Regions from separate parts of the Hordeum vulgare genome. Here region 2 is linked to region 1. Evidence: chromatin contacts called from public Hi-C data. All regions are on one chromosome and are shown on one strand. Each heading gives the region's core, a stretch centred on a gene start, on an enhancer-like site or on the middle of the called end of the contact. The rest is flanking DNA. Distances are from core to core; before and after follow the strand shown.

Region 1 (5,014 bases), core at 1,126-3,625:
ATTATTTCTCTCAAGAGGCTTGACAAGCTGGGTAGGGGCATCATAGTCTGGAATGTTAAGCCAGAGCCCATGAGAAACAGCAGTTGGGGCACCCTCACGAAGGCTGAAGGGGTACCCACGAACAAAATCAGCACCCTCACGGTATGGGTCGTACAGAGTATTGAAGAAAAATGGAGTTGAAGGGCTCAGAAGGTTCTTAATGTGCTGCTCAAGTGCATTGATGTCCTTTCCTGATGGATCCTTAGCAACCTGTGATTTTTGGAAAATAACAGGTTAGCAATGGGCTAATAGCATGGCAGCTGCTGCATATATACCGACCAATTAGAATGTGAGATCAAAACAATGGCATCAAGATAATAAATTTGAGAGTGCAGGCATGTGTATGTTCTAACGTGGATGTCAATTAAACAAGAAAGCTATTTTAGAGCCTCCTTGAATGCGAGGGATGCCACTGAAAGGAACATATCACACTATTTTCTAGGTAAATGAAATGGACAATTGCAGACCAGAGACCAATTCTTACAGTTAGAAGTTTGCTTCTGTACTAGATCTGCATCATAGGCCATCCCAGAGATCCAACAAAATCCAAATTATTTAGCATGTACTCCCTCTGTTTCTAAATATAAATCTTTTTAAAAGTTTCACTGGAAGATTATATACAGATGTATATACACATATTTTAGAGTGTAGATTCATTTATTTTGTTCCGTATGTAGTCCTAATGAAATCTCTAAAAAGACTTATATTTAAAAACGTAGGGAGTAGGCGAGAACCCTCACATGAATATACTTTTGTTATTTTACATACCTTGTGCCATGGTAGCTGTCAAAATAAATGCATTGTGCCAAGGTATGTTCTATTTTTTATCAAAAATTGGTATGTTCTATAATTAGAGACAAATCCAACCAGAAGAAGGTATGTGGCTCCATTACAGAAATAGGATGGTCACATCTATCGCTCAGTCCAAATATGCTACTGTATCACTTTAGGCTACGGATCGCTCCATGCAAGATGCAATCATTTGTCCCATAGTTAAGAGTACTGATCAGGACCCTCAAACAAAAACAAAAGATGCATCGGCATAACTGACAAAGTAAGGCGCCAGGCGATACTTACAATTTGTACTGTCGCATTGTTATATCAGAAATTATTAATCCTAAAACAATTGTGGGGTAACAATCAACCAACACCACATATCTCATACCCATCCAAGTGCAGGCAATACAGCGCCAAATGCTAGATACTACTCACTCCATCTCATACCCCATCCAACTGTAGTGGATCCGCATTTTTCGAGATTTAAATTTAATTATCATTTTAAACAACGTGGACGAAAACTTTTTGGAATACGAATTCAATAGTATATTTTTTTTGCTTCCATCGCAGTTGCCCACATTGATTAAATTTACGATCAAACTTAAATCTTAAAAAACGCACGTACTACATTATGAAACGAAGGAAGTAATTGTTACCAGTAGAAAATGTCATTTAAACATATTAGACCAAAATTGAACTAACATTATTAGATGCGAGTATAATGCTATACAGTGCCAACTAGACATATCAGTCAGTCATCTGGTGAAAATTTGCATTTACCTACCCAGATCACTTCGTCTAAAAAAAGACTACCCAGATCACAGGGGTGCGTATCACGTGATTTTACACGCGAGTTAACCGGGCAATCATAACTAACGTGAGTAAAGACACGAAATTTACACCGCTACCAAATGCCGCACCCCCATCAAGAAATTAAACAGAGATCTCGCCTTTCTCCTCAATTCCCCCAACCAGATCTGAGCCCCACCCACACCAAAATCCACCTCCCATCCCGTGACAGAACCGCAAAGTGCAGGACAGCACATAATTTCGACCAAATTCCAGTGCGATCCAGCCCAATCGAGCCAAATCACACAACTATACAGAGGAGTAAGATCTCCTGACACCATAATCGAGACGGCGAGAGAGTGAGTAGTACTCACGAAGCAGTCGTCGTCGATGGTGTAGATGTACTTCTTCTTGGAGACCATGTATCCGAAGCAGCGGCAGGCAGAGTCCTTGAAGGAGATGCAGGAGGCCTTGGGGCCGAGGATGCGGTTGACGTCGTTGCGGTTGTAGAGCTCGTAGTCGAAGCCCTCGGGCACCTTGATGACCTTGGTCGGGTCGCCGTCCTGCACGATGATGAGGTGGTAGGGCTGGAAGAAGGGCCGCCACATCTCGAGGAAGTCGAGGTTGCGGATCGTCGGGATGACGATGTCCAGCTCGTCCTTGAGCAGCGGCGTCGACGGGGCGGCGGCCATCGCGGCGAGGCGGGGGAGGCAGGTGACGGACGGGCAGGCGGTGATCGGCCGGGGTGCGGAGAGGTGTAGGAAACGGACAGGGTATATAATGGAGGAGGAGGCCGGGCGGGGGTTTATTGCGGGCCCGGCCGGCTGGGCTGAACAGTGGGCCGGCCGCGGCCGGTGTGGGCTGCTCCTTTTTGCCCTTTTCCCCTTTGCTTGTTGTGGAAGTGAGCAGTACGCGGTGTCGGTGTGGTCCTTGGTGAATTAGTCAGACTTGCCAGAGTGTGCAATCCAGACTCTTAACAAAATGGCATGATGTCAGCTCATATCTATGATTACTTTTTCTTTGCCGAGGAGTCCAATCACATACTTCTCTGGCGCATATTAATTGTGATTTATCCAAACATATTCTAATACTGTCTCCGTTTTTTTAAAGGCTTCATTAAAAGAATACAACAGATGTGTATAGACGTAAAACCCTAAAAATATAGATAGACATAAACATTTTAAAAACTTATATTTAAAAACAAAGAAAGTATTAGATATAACATTCGGTTTAAGTAACAATTAATATGAGATGCGGGAAATAACTATCAAGTTCTAGGAATAAAGAAATAAGTTATTGGCTGGGGTGGGGGGGGTGTCAGTATCTCATCTCATATTATCTCACTTTTTTAGGAAAATGCTATCATGGCTTGCTTTATTCAAATTAAGTAAGAATTTTCATCGACATAATTACAAGATAGATTATTCTTAATGTTAAATTTACCAATCTTGTGAGAAGCTTGATTAGCTTCTCGTAAGCAATGGCGGAACTCGACGTTCCCAATCAAAGCAATTAAGTCCACGCAGTCCGCAGATATGGGACACCTTCACTCCACCAAGTATTGCTTGTGCATTCACTCACAACTTCTAGAGTGTGATTCAGTTGTGATGTGATTCAAACCAAGAGTTTCTGCAGGATGAGGGCGTGCTTCATAGTCATCGCTTCAACTATTGATGCTTCCGATGCAAAGGAGATAAAAGTGCAAGAAGCTACTATAAAATTGCCAAACCCATCTCTGATGATTCCAGCACTAGCTCACATGCCTACATCGATATGAAATGATGCATCAACAATCAACTTTAAATCATCTTTACTTGTTTTTTTCCATCGTACCATCTCTCTAGTAGCATCTTTTTTGTTGGCCTTGACAAATGTGTTACATAGAGCAAGGATAGACATCATCCAATGTGTTGATGGTGGAACAATCTCATTATGTGTGGCACTTCTTCGTATCCACCACAGCTACCAGCATGCAGTTGCTATCACCTCGGTTGTACCCATTCCTTCGAGGTTCTAGAATTGATTGATTGAAGAATAAGATCTTCAAGCATATGCGAATTCGACATGTCTACAACAAAAGCTCCCGAGATTCAGTCCTCCAGTTTTAAACCATTCCAGAGTTATTTAATCGATATACAATCAAAAAGAAGATGCAAAATATCCTCAAAATCCGTGTGGTATATGGGACACACAGGGTCAGTTCCCACATGGCGATGCACTACTACAATGCCACGCCCAAGATGCGACCCTATCCTCAATTTGGCACGAATGCCTCGTCAGGGATAGAAGTGCATCTCGTCGTGTTGCAAGAATGGATATCGTTACAAGTACATGTACTGAAAAGGAGAGATATATATTCAGAGTTGGCTTACACTCGCCACAAGCTACATCAGAGTCACATCAGTACATTACATAATCATCAAGAGTAAGAGCAGGGTCCGACTACGGACGAAAACAAACGAGAAAAATAAGAACGACGTCCATCCTTGCTATCCCAGGCTGCCGGCCTGGAACCCATCCTAGATCGATGAAGAAGAAGAAGAAGAAGCAACTCCAAATGAACAAACAATGCGCTCGCGTCAAGTAATCTTAACCTGTACCTGCAACTGTGTTGTAGTAATCTGTGAGCCACAGGGGACTCAGCAATCTCATTTCCAAAGGTATCAAGACTAGCAAAGCTTAATGGGTGAGGTATGGTTAAGTGGTGAGGTTGCAGCAGCGGCTAAGCATGTATTTGGTGGCTAACTTACGAGTACAAGAAATAAGAGGGGGAAGATCTACGCATAACGAACGTGAACTACTGATGATCAAATGAATGATCCTGAACACCTACCTACGTCAGACATAACCCCACCGTGTCCTCGGTCGGAGAAGGAACTCACGAAAGAGACAGTCACGGTTACGCACACAGTTGGCATGTTTTAATTAAGTTAACTTCAAGTTATCTAGAACCAGTGTTAAACAAAGTTTCCACGTTGCCACATAACCGCGGGCACGGCTTTCCGAAAGATTTAACCCTGCAGGGGTGCTCCAACTAGTCCATCACAAATTACCACAAGCCGCATAGAAATCCTCAATCACGAAGCTCACGATCTCGTCGGATTCCCTAATGGAAAACCTCAACTCTGAGATTACCCAAAGCATCACCGGAATCCCGATGCACAAGATATCTCGTCAAAGGTAAAACTAATCCAGCAAGGCCGCCCGACGTGTCGACGATCCCGATACGAGTCGCGTACCTCGTTCTCAGGACACGACGGATAAGCGACGCGTACAAGTGCCAAACCTCGAGTTTCCTCGCGGTGGCCCCGCACAGTGCTCTGTTTTGGACCAACACTCATGAGGAGCACTGGCCCGGGGGTTGATTAAATTATCCTCGGGGTCCGGAAAGTCCCTATGCAATTTATTA
Region 2 (5,014 bases), core at 1,886-4,385, 320 kb before region 1:
GCGTGGTTGCCGGGGCCCTACCTGCGGGTGAAGCCGGTGGAGGAGATTCAGATTGGGGGAAACCCCTTGGTTGGCCCAGGCCGGCCGCGCCGACGACGACGCTCAAGGGCGCCGTTATTCTTTTTGGAGACGTCGGTATACATCTGCTCCTCTGCTCCCCTCCCTTGCCTCTCGGATGGAAACCCTAACTCCGGCGGGCGGCGGCGGCGGCCTTGACGTCGTGACCTTCCTGAAGGCGTCGCCTTGAGGGCTGAGTGGTGGTGGGCACTGTATGGGTCCTGAACTGTTGCTGGTGGTGGGCACTGCTTCAGGGGAAACCCTAGGATCTGGTCTTTCAGATCGGACGATGGCGGTACTGCGGTGTCGTTTCTCTCTTGGGAGCATCGTTTGTGGAGCAGCGCTGGCAGACTCGGGCAGGAGGTGGAGCGGCTTCGTCTTGCACGGAATTTCGGTGGAGCTGTCAAGTCATGCCTGCCCGACAGGTGCTACGCTGAGTCATGCCTGGTTGGCAGGTGCTACGCACGACAGATCTCCCGGAGTCTTCGTATCTGGACGGATGAGCGCAGGGCGGTGGCGCCGTTGGGCGCCGTGGTGGCGTCGACGGATGATTGGACTGGCAAGGATGATGCGGATCTCTTTCCTGAAGATGGGTCAGTGGTTCGATGATGATGGCGGCTTGTAAAACGTGTGCGTGAGGTGTGCGTCTCAGGTATGCTGCACCAGCTGTTGTTCCCGATATGTTATGTGGATGGATTAGAAACAACACCGGTCTTACATATGTGAAGTGAGAGCAATCCACATTATCGAGTTTGTAGGTGTGAGTGGTGGCATTGGATGGATTGATGTATACTTTTGTTAGACCTTTGTGGAATAATTAACAAAAATTGGCTACATGCATCGATTGATGCAGAGGCCGGGGGTTTAACCTCCTTTTCCAAAAAAAAAAAAGTGCTCCATACGAATATAGTCTAACCTTCGTGAGAGAAGGTTGCAACACCATGGTTTCAAAACAATAACCTTAAGTACTAAGGGGATCTACTCCCGTGAAACAAGTAATCAGTGGATACAATATACTATACAGTGTATACAAACAGATGATTGTGTGATCTGTGTAATTATGGAATGATATACAGCAAATATTGTATGCTTAGCTCTTAGAAATGTATATGCAGGTTGAGTATCAAACGTCAGAAAAAATTGAAAACATTATTTGGGTTACCCGGCCATGTTCACTAACTAATACAATGCCATTTTCTCGTACTAGCAGTCTGGTACTCGTTTCCAACCACACATCAATAAAATACTATATTGCAGAAAAAAACTACAATTTACCTTTAGAGTCAACTACCAGTCTACCACAAAAAAATCCTTTATAGGGCTAAAATATTTAGTTCTTAGCAACTGAAAAAATTGCAGCGAAAGTAAAAGATGTTTTGTAAAAACAGTCATAAGAAGAAAATACACCTTTGATTATGAAACATCAGAAAGAAGATCAATATACTGTTATCTTACTCATAAAATATAAAGATGTCTATATATATTCTATACGCCCAAAATCTCAAACAAAACATTGATCAGTTTCAGGCTTTGCGTAACGATTGTTCTCAGTCTGACAAAACAATCAAACACTACAATCAAAGTTTTCAACCACATAACCTTAATGTTCATATGGATAAAGAATATTGATAAAAAAACCGAAATATCTGTCAAATAAGCTGATGGCCATGCATACCAGTTAGATCTGACAAAGACCATTGCGTAATAGCATAGCTGTCTAATATCTGACGGAGAGATGCAGATGGGACGAGAACGGATATGTGTAGGCTTTGCTCTCATATTAAATTGTTTCTACAGTAACCACAGTTAATTTCATATATCTTGTACAGTACTCCCTCTGTTTCTAAATATAAGTCTTTTTAGAGGTTTGACTAGGGGACTACATACGAAGCAAAATAAGTGAATCTACACTCTAAAGTATATCTATATAGAGCCTCTAAAAAGAGTTATATTTATAAACGGATGGAGTAGTATATATGGAATTAACATGACAGTGAAACATTAGCATCAGCATCATTGAATAGCAAACTTTAGACAATTTAGGAAAACTTATACATCTGATGTACAAGTCCCCCTTGCCGCCATTTCATGAGAATACCTCCACTTAAAGTGAACTTAGTTTTCGGAACAGATAGCATCAGAAAATCACCTTTACTGGCCCTACAAGTGATTAAGGATTACTGGTGTGGCAGTGTACCATTCGCACAATAGATGCTACAGTTTATATAGAGTAATCAATCAAGTACACAAGAGTATGCATAATCATATGGTAGAACCTGTAGACAGTACGCAGTACGTAGGTTAATTACTATATGGGCAATAGAGTAAGGGCCAGAAACTCCGGTGCTATTGGTTAATTGAACAACAATCGATTCCATGATTGAAACAAGGAGAACTAGATTACCCATCCAAGCATAACCCACAAAAAATAGCACGAAATAATAACCTCGCATGCACCGAGCAACATTTCCCGCAGCCAAATTCCCCACCGGAACTATCGAACGAGACAGCCACTTGTGGAATGAAGATGAACACAAAGCAGCCCAAATCAATCATCCGGTTCCCCGAATCCTCAAATAGAGCTCGTGGGAAGGAGCCGAGTGGGTGAGAAAGGAGGGGTAGCTGGGGGCGCGTGATATAACCTGTCCTGGCTGGAGTACTCGTATAGCTTGCCCTTGGTGGAGAAGACGATGAGCGCGACCTCGGCGTCGCAGAGCACGGAGATCTCGTGCGCCTTCTTAAGCAGCCCGCTGCGCCGCTTGGAGAAGGTCACCTGCCGGTTTATCTTGTTCTCGATCCGCCGCAGCTGCACCGGCCCGCGCCCCATCTCCGCCCTGCCTCCACCCCGCCCCCTCCGGCTCTCTCGCTCGGCGGCGCCGGCCCCTCTCTCCCGGCTAACTAGCTAGCTGCTACGGCGATGTGAGGAGGAAGACTGAGAAATGCGGTGTGATGGTGTGTGGAGCTCGCAGGAAATGGGAGGGCGAGGTGGGCGGTTTAGATGGGGGGCGAGGGGTGGTATGGCGAAACCGGACTGGTTTCCCGTGGCGCGCTGTCGAGTTTTGGTTGGCCGAGATGATCTCGAGGAGACGGGGAAGGATCCCGGCCGTTGAATCGGGCGGGGGTCGTTATTGCGACCTTGGTGCTGGTGGGTCCGCGGGCCCGTGGCGCTGGTGCACCACAGGGGTCTGCCTCGCCAACGGCCGGGGATTGGTCGCCGGAGCGAGCGTGGTCGGGTTCGCTGTGCGAAAAGGTTTTTTCCAGGCCTCGTGTGTGGTCCGCTGTTGTCGGGTACAAGGGAGCGAGACGGCAAGCGACATTTGGCATGGACGAGGTGGGTGACCCCGTCCTGCCAGTGGGGTCTGCTCGGTGGAGACTGAAGAAAGTCTACACTGTTCAATCGTGGGTTGTATCATCGTATGGAACTATGGATGATAACCTCTATGAATGCTAAAAGGAAATACATCATACATTCAAAAGAAAAGGGATCCTGCATGACTGTAGTAGTGTTCGGATAAGAATCTCTTTTCACTCCGTTAATGGAGCAGGAATTCATTGTCATTCAGTGTGTTCGATGTTCAGTTATCAGCGTTCCAAATACTTCTTTTGTTTTTATTTACTCCCCATATTAGTTTCGACTGTAGTCATAGTTTGTAGAAAACAATATGAATATTTACAGTAAAAGATTTATATGATGTGAAACTATATGCAATGATGGATCCTATGATATAGATTTGATGGTTTATATTCTACTCTCTCTGTACCTAAATAACTGTAGTTGAAAAGAACTATATATGTATACCTAAATAATTGTATTTGGAAAAAACTACAGAGGGAGTATTTTAGTTTTTACAAACTTGTTAAAAGTATATATAGTGTTTCACTTTAGACAAAGATAATATGGGGAGTAAATAAAAACGGAGAGAGTATATCGATACACTGCAGACCGCTAAATACTCCAGCCCTTGTCATATTAGGAGAAAATCAGTGGGTTCTTTAGTTAATGTCTTCTCGACACATAGAGAAAATGTAGTGAAAATTAACATCTCTACCACGTGAGATGGGCTTCTGAACTCGTTCATGTGTTTTTCCGCAAAAAATAAATAAATAAATCATGTGTTCTATTTTTTCGTATTTCTCAAAAATGAGTTTGAGACACCTAGCTAGCATCTCCATCATTGTGATGCACACAACTATAACGAGGCCAAAGTCATCAACAAGTAGAATACAAAACAAAGGCAACTATGGCGAAACCATTACATGATACGGATATAATACCTATTACTAACTCGACTTCATTCGCTAGAATGCCTTTAAGAAGGACCAATGGCCTCGCCACGTCTCGCTAGAGACGGACAGGACAAGGATTTTCATCCTGACGATGTACTTATGCCCCTTCACCGCACCCCCACCCCTGCTCTGTGTCTCGCTCAAGCCACTCAAGGGGTGAACACACTAGCCTCGCCATAGCCCGCTTCCCCTCCCCCTTCTCTCGTCACCGCCATAGACAACGGTCAGGCAATCCTGGGGCACCCCGAGGAAGATGGCGGCGGGGGCATCCGTTGCCCTACTTCACCCGTGGTGGGCTTCAGATTTGGGGGTGGCAACCTCGCCTCGTGAGGCACCACCGGATTTGTGATGAGCGGTGGTGCGGGCGCTGGTTCCAACGTCCTTGGCCACACAGGTGGCGGCATCTTGGACGATGGGGGTGTGGCGTGCTGGCTACACCCGCGACGGCTGTGCCAGATCGGGCGTCTGATACGTCTCCAATGTATCTACTTTTCGAAACACTTTTGCTCTGGTTTTCGATTCTAATTTGCATGATTTGAATGGAACTAACCCGGATTGACGTTGTTTTCAACAGAACTACGTTGGTGTTATTTTTATGTAGAAATAAAAGTTCCCGGAATTGGACGAAACTTTTTGTGAATTATTTTTGGAATATATAATGAATTATGGA

What was found. A called contact is a pair of places that touch in the nucleus more often than the background predicts.
Region 2: a Hi-C map of seedling shows a contact between it and region 1, with 3 times the contacts expected there. The contact joins the promoter of LOC123425416 here to the promoter of LOC123425415 in region 1. A contact is called at or near these places in 1 of 6 Hi-C or Micro-C datasets (seedling) and 1 of 1 datasets of contacts at active chromatin or transcription factors (embryo).

Annotation. Positions count from the first base shown.
Region 1 is chr2H:111,268,277-111,273,290 of MorexV3_pseudomolecules_assembly, reverse strand. It overlaps LOC123425415 (UDP-arabinopyranose mutase 3), which reads right to left and starts at 2,375. Exons shown (of 4, transcript XM_045109111.1): 1 at 1,980-2,375; 2 at 1-249. The coding sequence starts at 2,297.
Region 2 is chr2H:111,584,820-111,589,833 of MorexV3_pseudomolecules_assembly, reverse strand. LOC123425416 (MADS-box transcription factor 18-like) reads right to left here and starts at 3,135. Exons shown (of 8, transcript XM_045109114.1): 1 at 2,700-3,135. The coding sequence starts at 2,884.